Regions from separate parts of the Mus musculus genome. Here region 1 is linked to region 2. The links are chromatin contacts, called in public HiChIP or PLAC-seq maps. All regions are on one chromosome and are shown on one strand. The core of a region is the stretch at or near the end of the contact, and the rest is flanking DNA. Distances in the headings are between cores, read along the strand shown.

What was found. HiChIP or PLAC-seq counts read pairs in DNA pulled down with a chosen protein or histone mark.
Region 1: a FOXA1 HiChIP or PLAC-seq map of pancreatic cancer cells shows a contact between it and region 2. The contact joins two enhancer-like sites. A contact is called at or near these places in 1 of 15 datasets of contacts at CTCF or cohesin (the NIH/3T3 cell line), 5 of 484 Hi-C or Micro-C datasets (brown adipocytes, cerebellar granule neurons, cerebellum and 2 more) and 3 of 115 datasets of contacts at active chromatin or transcription factors (embryonic stem cells, large pre-B cells and pancreatic cancer cells).

What each region holds. Positions count from the first base shown.
Region 1 is chr19:41,618,078-41,623,136 of GRCm38.p6, reverse strand. The region is part of intron 25 of Slit1 (slit guidance ligand 1); the gene reads left to right. Among named protein-coding and RNA genes, the nearest start is that of Gm52407, 17 kb to the right of the region's middle. Within about 2 kb of position 2,171, at least 13 of the 459 cell types and tissues checked have an H3K27ac peak or open chromatin away from gene starts, as enhancers often do. A contact at or near this core is called in pancreatic cancer cells, where this site is marked.
Region 2 is chr19:41,328,740-41,334,163 of GRCm38.p6, reverse strand. Pik3ap1 (phosphoinositide-3-kinase adaptor protein 1) reads left to right here. Exons shown (of 17, transcript NM_031376.4): 3 at 1,819-1,955; 4 at 4,820-4,964. Among named protein-coding and RNA genes, the nearest start is that of Gm52406, 49 kb to the right of the region's middle. Within about 2 kb of position 3,528, at least 50 of the 459 cell types and tissues checked have an H3K27ac peak or open chromatin away from gene starts, as enhancers often do. A contact at or near this core is called in pancreatic cancer cells, where this site is marked.

The DNA of each region.
Region 1 (5,059 bases), core at 922-3,421, 290 kb before region 2:
AGACATTGCCTTCATATATGTATATATTTTAGGGAGCTTCGTCTATGTTAGGTTTCCTTATGACCTCTCAAATGTTCCTTAATTGTAGCTGCCTCTCCTGGATTCTCTCCTAGTCCCATTTTAATTCCCTATCCCAACTTTATCCTCCTGTTCCAGTCCCTGTCCCCCATCCATAACTACATATTCTATTTACATCTCCTAGGGACATCTATCTGTCCCCTCCTAGTCCCCACACTACCCCTAACCTCTGCGGTTCTATGAATTGTAGTCTGTTTCTCATTGATGGAACAGCTAATAGCCACACATAAGAGAACACATACCAGGTTTGTCTTTCTGGGTCTGGGTTACCTCACTCAGAATGATTTTTTTTTTCTAGTTCCACCCATTTCCCCGTGAATTTCCTGATTTTATTTCATTCTTTTTAAATGGCTGAGTAGTACGTCACTGTGTAAATGTACTACATACAAATCCCTAATTCTTTCATCTGTTGAGGGACATCTAGGTTGCTTCCATTTCTGGCTGAATAGAGCAGCCACGGACATAGTTGAGCGAGTGTCCTTGTGGTAGGATGCGGGGTCCTTCGAGCATATGCCCAGGAGTGGGTTAGCTGGATCTTGAGGTAGATCGATTCCCAGCTTCTTGAGGAACTGCCATATTGATTTCACGGCGGCTGTACAAGTTTGCGTTCCCACCAGCCGTGCTCCCCTTGCCCCACATCCTCGCCAAGATGAGCTGTCAGTTGTTTTATTGATCTCAGCCACTCTGACAGGTGTAAGATGGAATCTCAGGGTCGTTTTGATTTGCATTTCCCTGCTGACTCAGGATGTTTAACATTTCTTTAAGTGTTTCTCAGCCATTTGCAATTCCTCTATTGAGCATTCTGTTTAGAGCTGCACTCCATTTTTTAATTGGGTTGGTTTGTTTTAGTTCTTATATTCTGCATATTAGCCCTCTATCAGATGTGTAGCTGGGGAAATTCTTTTCCCGTTCTGTGGGTTGCCGCTTTGTCGGGATGATGGTATCGTTTGCCTTAGAGAAGCTTTTCAGGTCCCACTTGTTAATTGTTGATCTTGGTGCCTGAACTAATGGCGTTCTGTTCAGGAAGTCTTTTCCTGTGCCAATGAGTTCAACGCTGTCCCCCACTTTCCTTTCCAGGGTCAGACAGCACATGTCCTAAACGAGCAAACCTAAAGCTGTCATAACTAACTTTGATCCTATAGCTGTCTTTGGGAGAAAAAGTGCTATCAAGCCCGAGGCCAGATCTATTTCATAAGAAATCAGTTAAGGTCATTTGTCCATTAGCCTACCATCCGCTAATGTTAGTCAGCTCTCTATTACCATAGCAACATACCTGAGACAATCAACTTCATTTTTGCCTCACAGCCTCAGAGAATTCAGACCATAGTTGGGGAGCTATATTGCTTTGGGCCTGTGGTAAGGTTGCACATCATGTTGGGAACATGTGGATGATGAAGTTTTTGACCCCATGATAGTTGGGAAGAAAGGAAGAGGCGAGGCCAGGGTACAAACTACAGCATCTCCCATGTATCCATCAGAAGACATATGCCAGCTCAGGTGTCTAACCTGCAGTCCAACGCCAAAAGGCTACGTGTCTGTCATGGCTCGTGCCACAGCTTGCCAACACTGTCCTTTCATTGCTACAATCCTGCATTTTGCTGCCTTTATTCTGCTACAGACTAGAAAGCTTAATTTCTCAATGTTCATTGAGAAGTGGGCGTGAAAATTCAGTAGAAATGATTCATTACATCTTGCCACGCCCATATGATAAAACAGTGAGTAGTTAATGACTGTATGGCACCGTAATCTGTATTCAATGACATGCAGAATAATTAATGTGATACAAATATGAACATAAAAATTGATGGGGCCATGTATATGCCTGTGCTCCCAGGACTGAGAAGATGGCAAGTTATAGGCTACTTAACGGGAGCTTGTCAATGGACGAAAGGAAGGAAGGAGGGAAGGAGGGAGGAAGGAGGTAAGAAGAAATAGGAAGGAGGGAGGGTAGGAAGGAGGGAAGGAAGGAAGGAAGGAAGGAAGGAAGGAAGGAAGGAAGGAAGGAAGGAAGGAAGGGAGGAAGGGAGGAGAGAAGCAGGCAGGCTGGAAGGGAATATACTCAACTGAAGTTGATTCTATTTTAGGATGGATGATAGTTTTCTTCCGGCATTCCTTTGTGCTGAAGGCTTGTGCCCTTCCCGTGTGCTTGGCAGGCCTGACTCAGTTAATGCTGACTGACACAGCGAGTGGTTTGGGTGGCTAGTGTCTGGTCCAGCTCTGGAATTAATGGCTCCTGTTTCAGGGCACCGCTTTTGCAGCCTCTGGGTGCAGGGGATGAAGACAGTTCCACACACATAGAAACGCATGAATGGGTTGGGCAGGTAGAGGGTTTTACAGCTTGAGAATTATTCTGACCGCAGACAGGAGAGGCTGTTTCAGGCTAGGCTCCATTAATAGAGCAGGCATAAGCAGACCACACAGCTAATGTTTCAGTGCGCCCGAGTTATACTAATGACCAACAACACGGGGCTATTTATAATCTTGCCGGACGCCAGAGTGTGTTCCCAACCCACAGTCCTTTGGACTGGAAGAGAGCCTGGCTGCTGCCCTCCCCAGCTATGTCTCCCTGGGTCCTACCCATTCTCCACTTCCGGATAAACTCTCAGTTGTCTTTACTTTTTAAAAAGGTTAACGAATTAGTAAATATTCCGAGACTGGATCATACTACATAGCTAGACTGACCTGACATCTCTGGTCTTCCTACCTTAGCCTTCTGATTTTATTTCTTTTTAAAACTTTTGATTAAAATGTATAAGTAAGTTATGCCAGGCATGGTGCAGTGTGCCTTTAATCCTAGAACTCAGGAGGCAGAAGCAGGTAGATTTCTGTGTTCGAGGCCAGCCTGGTCTACAGAGTGGGTTCCAGGACAGCCAGAGCTATACAGAGAAACCCTATCTCAAATAAAACAACAAACAAAAACAGAGAGAGAGAGAGAGAGAGAGAGAGAGAGAGAGGAGAAAAGAGGAAAAAGGAAGGGAGGGAGTGGAGAGGGAGGGAGAGACAGAGAGAGAGAGAGAGAGGAGAAAAGAGGAAAAAGGAAGGGAGGGAGGGGAGAGGGAGGGAGAGACAGACAGAGAGAGAGAGAGAGAGAGAGAGAGAGAGAGAGAGAGAGAGAGAGGAAGAGAAAAACATATAAGTTGTGGTTCACATTGGCTTCTGTTGGACAAGATGGTTCCCAGGAGAAAGAGAGCGGTAGAAACTACCAGAGGGGGGACAGGTGGTTCTCAACTGGGAAGACCCAGCCTTGGGCAAGTGGAAGCTTAAAATGGTGAGTGAGGGGCTGACCTCTGCTCAGGACAGAAACAAATAACTGCATGTGGGATAAGCCAGGACGCTTGAGTGGCTTGTAGGAGACTTCGGCCCTGTGGTTTTGGGGAATGAACTGGGAAGGGACATTGAGATCCCAGGTGCGGCTCTGTTGATGTTTGTGGCATGTCTTTGAAGCTCTGAGTCACGTCAAGGGCCCCAAGTTCCAGATGACCTCAGGTGCTTCGAGCACTTTTTCTATCAAGACCCTGTTCGTGGTTGACTTCTACCCACTAGAGTTCACTAAAGTTCTATGTTCAGCTTTTTAATGTCATGGTTATGATCTACTGTACTTTTTAGTAATTTGAAAAATAATACGGCAAATGTAAGTATTTCAAATAGACCATTAGATCTGTAATATATACACTGTAATATATACCTCCTGTAGTCTTAAGAAGTCTGTTTTTACACATTGAAGTTTGCCTCCGACCGTCCTCTGTGTCAGGGCTGGTACTGATGTGGGAAGGGGATGGTGTCTTGCTCGGCCCATTAACCAGGATGGATGCTGTCAGCACACGAGGAGAGAAAATTAAATACACATCAAGGTTGCACCTGCCCTCCTTCTTCGAGCTGCACTGATTCCCTCGGCACCCATTCTGGGTTATCAGCGCCTGCCTCTCTTCCCCTCTTGATCGCAGGCTCTTTATTGAATCGTAAAGTGAGCCCCGGAGATGTTAAGGGAGAATGCCCAAGGTCACCCGGGCAGGGAGCAGCTGTGGTAGGCTGGGGTCCAAGTCTTGCTCGGCCTGTTTTATAAGATCACATGGCGTCAGCTGTGCTATTTTGGGAGATTCCTGTCCAGAACCATAGCCACATCGACCGGGCTGTACCTGTCTTGGGGTTCACTTCCTCTGCAGTCCAGAACAGGTGGGGGGCAGCTGGGTATCCGGTGACCCGATGAACACACCTCTCCCTTCTTGCTAACCTCACACAACCTTGGGGTTTTAAAATCGGTTGATACTGATGGTGCTGCAGGCGCAGATCTGTTTATTGACAGGAAGAACTCTCTAGCCCTTCTTGCCATTACACTCACATCCTGTCTTTATGCCTCTCCTGAGAATGGAGAATGATTCCGAGCTTGCCATAGCATTGGTACAGGGCTGGGCAGCTGGCAGTACTCAGATAGGTGTAGATGCGAGGGCGAGGGCTTGACTATGGATGCTGGCCCATGGAAGCTGACACAGCCTGCTGGGGCAGCCCAGCCATGTGACATCCATTCTTGTCATCTGGGTTCCCTTGATAAGCATCTGTTCTAGAGGGAGGCTCACACTTCTCAAAGCCATGGGTAAAAGAGTGTTCACAGCTGTCTCAACGGCTGGACTGTCCAACAACAGGGAAGCTGCTCATTAAACCACAGGGTGTCTATTCTTCTCAGAGATGCTGCAAAGCACTTTGGCAAAATGAGGCAGATTCCTATATGCCAACCTGGAAGGTTTCCAAGCCCTGCTGTCTGCCGACAAGAAAGCAAGCTGCTTGTATGTCATGCACGGTAGATAGAAACCATATGTGTCTGTGTGGGGCAGGGCTAGAAGGCCACACACAGGAGTTTGGCAACTGTGCCTCCTGTACCCTTCCGTGGAGGAGACTTGCATTACTGTGAACATGGCATAGTTTAAGCAGTTGCTTGATGATGGACAGCTGCAGTTTCCAGGTCCGAGTTCCTTGTCTGCAGCTA
Region 2 (5,424 bases), core at 2,279-4,778:
TTCATCACAGTTCATCATGAAGAAGCAGAAACCTGGAGTCGAACAGTGAAGGATAAGAAAGCCAAGCTCACCAGCGTTCTCTCCATGGCTTGCTCAATTTGCTTTTCTACACCTCCTGGGACCATGTTGCCCTGGGGTGGCCCCACCCACAGTGGGTTGGACCTTCCCACATCAATTCATGAATCAAGAAAATGCCCCCACAAGCATGCCTACGAGCCCATTTGGTGGAGGCAGTTTCTCAGTTGAGATTTCCTCTCCCCAGATGTGCCTAGCTGGTGTCCAGTGGACAAAAACCAACCCCTTTTGTTTCCCCCACGAGCTCAGTGCTGTCTACTGCTGCGTTCCATGATCGCTTGCTTATGCTGCCATTTGTCAATCCGTTCAGCTGCTAGAGGATGCCTGCTGCTTCCGACTATTGGCAGCTATGGAGAAAGCTGCTGTAAACATCTGTGCACAGGTTCTTCTGTGTACCTACATTTTCAACAGCTTGGGGGAAAACACCAAACGAGTATGGTTGTAGAATTGAGTGGTAAAGCGTATTTGATCTTGTAAGACATTGCCAAAGCGCCTTCCAAAGGGGCTCTTCTGTGTTCCATTCCCACTAGCAAAGGGTGCCTGGTGTTGTATGCCCTTGAAGACATTTGGTGTCATCTCTGTTCTGGATCTTGACTATTCTAAGAGCTGTGCCGTGGTATACCTTGTTGCTTTGATTAGCATTTTTTTTTCTGATAGAATAGGTGTGGATCTTTTTATGTGTGGATTTGCCATCTGTATATACATGATCTTGGGCCTCACTTCACCAGGAGGCCTGTTGATCAGTCGATGCTTATTAAGAGCCCTGCTGGAGAAATCTTACGGGTTCTCGCCGTGGTCTCACCATCTTTGACACCCTCTTCATCTTCATCTTCACACCCCTGCCTGCCTGCTCAGAGCCTGGGTCTTAAGTTTCGTTTCTGGTGCTGTGATTAAACACCCAGACCGAAAGCAGATTAGAGAAGAAGAGATTATCTGGCTTACGATTTCTAGTTACCATCACTGAAGGGGAAGCCAAAGTAGGAGCTCAAGTGGCCTGTCACATTGCATAGCATCGCAACCACAGTCAAAAGCAGAGAGAAACCTAGACTCAGCCTTCCTGCCTCCTCTCCTCTGGATTTCTCCTCTTCTGCAAAAATCAGGACTCTTTGCTTAGGAGATGGTGCCGACACAGTGGGCTGGATCTTCCCACATCAATTAGAAATCACGACAGCCCCTGTCAGATCTGTCCATAGACCAATCTGATCTGGATAATTCCAGTCAAAGCTAACTTCTCAGGTGCTTCTATGTAGTGGCAAGTTGGCAGTTAGAGACTCATCCCTGTCTCTGTCCTGGCTTTTCCAGCTCATGAATGGCCACGGTACTAACCCGGAACCCAGGGGTTCTGACCTTAGGCATGTTGTAAGTGATTGCTTCTTACTGCTGCTGACAGAGAGACATTGGGTAGATGTGACCCTAGTTCCTGTGGCTGTCTGCAGAGTTTCTTACTCTGGTGTAGACAATCCTTTCCCGACTCCATTTTTTTTTTCTTGCCACTCTTCAGTGAGGTGAAGCTTCCAGAAACCCCACAACATTGCTTTTTTTTCTGTCACTCAATGGCCTGCAAAGTGTTTGGCTTTTTCCCCCTATTGGGTCCTCTTTTGTGACTTTAGCGATCCGGTCCCTTCAGCTTGCATCTGTGTAGCCGCTTCCTGCACGGTGACGTGTGGGGCTTTGGGGAGGTGAAGCATGTCTACTAGTTCTTCTTTTTTCTGCTCTTATTCAGTCATGTCCTGTGTCCCATAGATTCTGGCTGTGACTCAGTAACCGACACGGAGCCCGAGGACGAGAGAGAGCTTCCTTTCTCAAAGCAGACAAACCTGCCTCCGGAGATATCGCCTGGGAACCTGATGGTGGTACAGCCGGACCGCATTCGCTGTGGGGTAGGCATCCTGGGGACCTGGTACATCTCCATCAGGGCATCGACTTTCCTAGTAGATGCCTTTGTTTCAGTAAAGGGTGCAAAGGTATCAGGATACATCTTATTAGAACCACCACCTTCCCTCGGGACTCCCATCACCTCGGACACGAGTAGCTTCTTTAAGTCAGAGAATCGAACCTGGGAGTGTATGTGCCATCCATGTAAGGACTCTGTTTCATGAGTGTGTAACATAGGGCAGACAGAATACCAGCAGGCCACAGAGTTAGAGAGAGGCCTGCATATCTTCCAGCTGGCCTAGCCTGGGAAGGAGAAGGTGACACATTGTGGGAGCCTGCTTCTTCATTTACTGGTCACCACCCTGGCCTCAGGGAGGGTGTTAAGGTTTGATAGAGGAAACTTGCTGGCCAATATTGCTTGCTGAAAGATTGCCTAAATACCCAAGCCATGTATGGCTAGCATTTTATGGTTGTCAGTCAGTCACAAGGGAGCTGTTGTGTGAGACTTCGGGATAGTCACCCTATCGTAATATTTCACAGTCCTTCCTTCTCTGATTTAAAACGGGAGGCATTTTGGATAGGTTAGAGCACCAGAATGCTTTCTCCATGGATACAAGCTCTTTGCTAAGCTTGCCACGGTGGCTTCCCAGAACCTCAGGGCATGAGAACATTGGAAATGAGAAGTGGGGGTGGGGGAATCTGACTTTCTCCTTTGCAGTTGAGACCACAAGGTGCTGGGCACAGGCTCCCAGCATCAGAGTTGTCGGTTGTATTTCAGGTTGCATTCAACTCTTAGACATGATTGATCTGGACTTCAGAGTGATTTTAAAATTAGGCATAAAAGTTGGTGTTTCTAAAGAGAAAAGAAGTTGGTGTTTCTTGGTGTCTCATGAGTCAGAATCTGTGATATTAGGCTTAGGCTTTCTGGTTTTGTGTTTGTTTTCCCATGGGACATGCCCGCTGTAGCCTGGTCCCCACCATTCTCTGATCTTCAGTTTTTATTTTTACTTTTGAGGTTTTGAGACCGTCTTTCTACATAGCCCAGGTTGGCCTTGAACTAGTGAACCCCTTTTCTTATCCTCCCCACAGCTGGGGTCACAGGTGTGTACCACCACACCTGGCCACTTCCTGGTTTTTAAATCCAGCCTGTTGTAGCCTCTTTGCAGTCACGGCTGGACTGATGTGGACATTTCTGGCTCCTCTCCCAGTGCCGTGTCTTCCCACAGGTGTGTGGTCAGACTGCCAGGTGCAGTGGGAAGGGTGTTTGGCACCCATGCGTGCTTCATCCCACTCTGTTCAAGTCTTCCTGCTCCCTCTCTGCTGCCCTCTCACTTAGGATCATCCCAGTTGCCTACACTGAGTCTGTGGGCCTAGGGTGTCTGGCCTGTGGTGGGTCCTGACTGCCTGCAGAACTGACAGGCGTTCTTTTGGGCTCCTCATGTTTCTCGGATGAGATGCAGGACCAGGAGTTTGGCAGGAAGGATGACAGCCACAGGTCATGCGAATGGTTATAGTGGCCGCAGCAGCAGCCTGGGCCACAGCCCTCTCATGTCACAAAGTCCACACTTGGAACAGCCTTCGGCATCCCTTTGTGAAGGGTTGCTATGACGACTACATAACAGTCCTGGAATGAATGACTAAGGATGATCTGTGGCTCTGGCCATAGATCTCTCCTTGCCTTTCTGGTTTTGGGGAGGGCCCAGCCCTACCGGTCTTATCTAAAATGATCTTTGCCAAGTTGAGTAAAACAAGAGACAAGTTGAGTGTCTCTTACCTAAAATGCTAAGGGCCTGAAGTGTCTCAGATTTTGAATTTGGTTAGGGAGATGTTAGATTATTTCTGTATGCACAACAGGATATGTTATAAAACAAAGTGTGTTTATATTTTATATGCACGTTATACACAGCCTGACAATAGTTTTATAGAACATGTTACTTCCCTTGCATTTGGTCTTTGACCTAAATGCAAAGTATAGAACTTTCCGCTTGTGGTATCAGGTTAGAGCATTTTGGATTTTGGAGTTTCATATTACACCCCCCCCCTTTTTTAAGTGGTTGGTTACACTTATAACATTTATGCCACTACCACACCGGTATGTCTTGTAGTCATGTGAATGTTGCAGATCACAGGGTTCATAACTGGGCGAGATTGATTGGTGATTACGTTTCTCCTCCAGTAGTGAGTGGCGCTCCTTCCATCACTGTGACTGCTAGTCAGTAGGAGTGCAGCTTCCGGCTGGGCACCAGCTTGATCTCTCTGTGTTGGATGACATGAGTGTATCTGTCTTCAGCAATAGGGTTTTAGTGTCAGGTCGTGGAAGGTAACAGTAGCATTGACAATAGCTTGCAATGGTTTGTTTTTGGTGGGGGGTAGGGGTCTGTGGGACCACTTTGGCCAATGACTCAAAAAGATGTAACCCATTTCTGGTACTTGATAGCATATGGTATCTACATGGGCATTATTTTTCCCATTGTATGATAAGACCACTAAAAGTATATGTATATGTATATATATGTATATGTATATGTGTATATATATGTATATGTATATAAAGAGCAATTTTAAGATGTTATAAAATGAAATAAACATTTGTAGTCCCTAGGTTTAAAAAATTATGAAAATAAAGAATAGACAAAGTTTTTGTCTAATCCTCGTAAAGGTTTATAAATGTTGAGTCTGTTTTCCACAAGTTCCTCCACTGGACTGATAGCCTATGGTTCTCTGCCAGCACTGGTCTATCAAGACCCCTAGACCAGACCATCTTCTCTTAGAGAGTGGGCTGAGGCTCGAGGTGCTGGGATAACCTTTGACCCAGCACCCTAAGGGATACAGGAGGGAGAGAGAGACCAGAACTTGTCTCCCACTCCAGGCAGAAACCACTGTGTATATCATTGTGAGATGCAAGCTGGACGAGAAGGTATCAACAGAAGCAGAGTTCTCTCCTGAGGATTCTCCCTCCATCCGGGTGGAAGGCACACTGGAGAATGAGTACACGGTCTCTGTGAAAGCACCAGGTGAGTGGCCCCGTGGTGACCCAGAGTGTGCTACCCAGCTGCCTTCAGAAACACTGCTGTCCTTTGGCTCTCCAGCATCACTCAGCACGGCTGAGTTGGTGTTTTAAAAGCTGTAGTTGATGTCCTGGATTACCAGTGTGGCCTCATTAAGTTGATGTTTTAAGGAGCAGAGCATCCTCGTTGCCCTGGGTTACCAGTGTGACCTCGTCATTTTCCACGTTCACGGTTGTCACATTTCCTCTTTGGTGAATCGAATCTTTGTGGTTGGTGTATTTTTAATGTTTTTCTTCACCCCTCAGAACCTCTTCCGGTGGTATAGACTCCCACCCCAGGAAGAGCACGTAGTACAGTCTGCCGCAGAGCAAGTCAGCCCATCATGGTAGGAATAAAGTGTTATCCTCCAACCACCTGCATCCTAGCCCTTGGTGACTATTGGCCTTCATACAAAGCACCTTAAGCC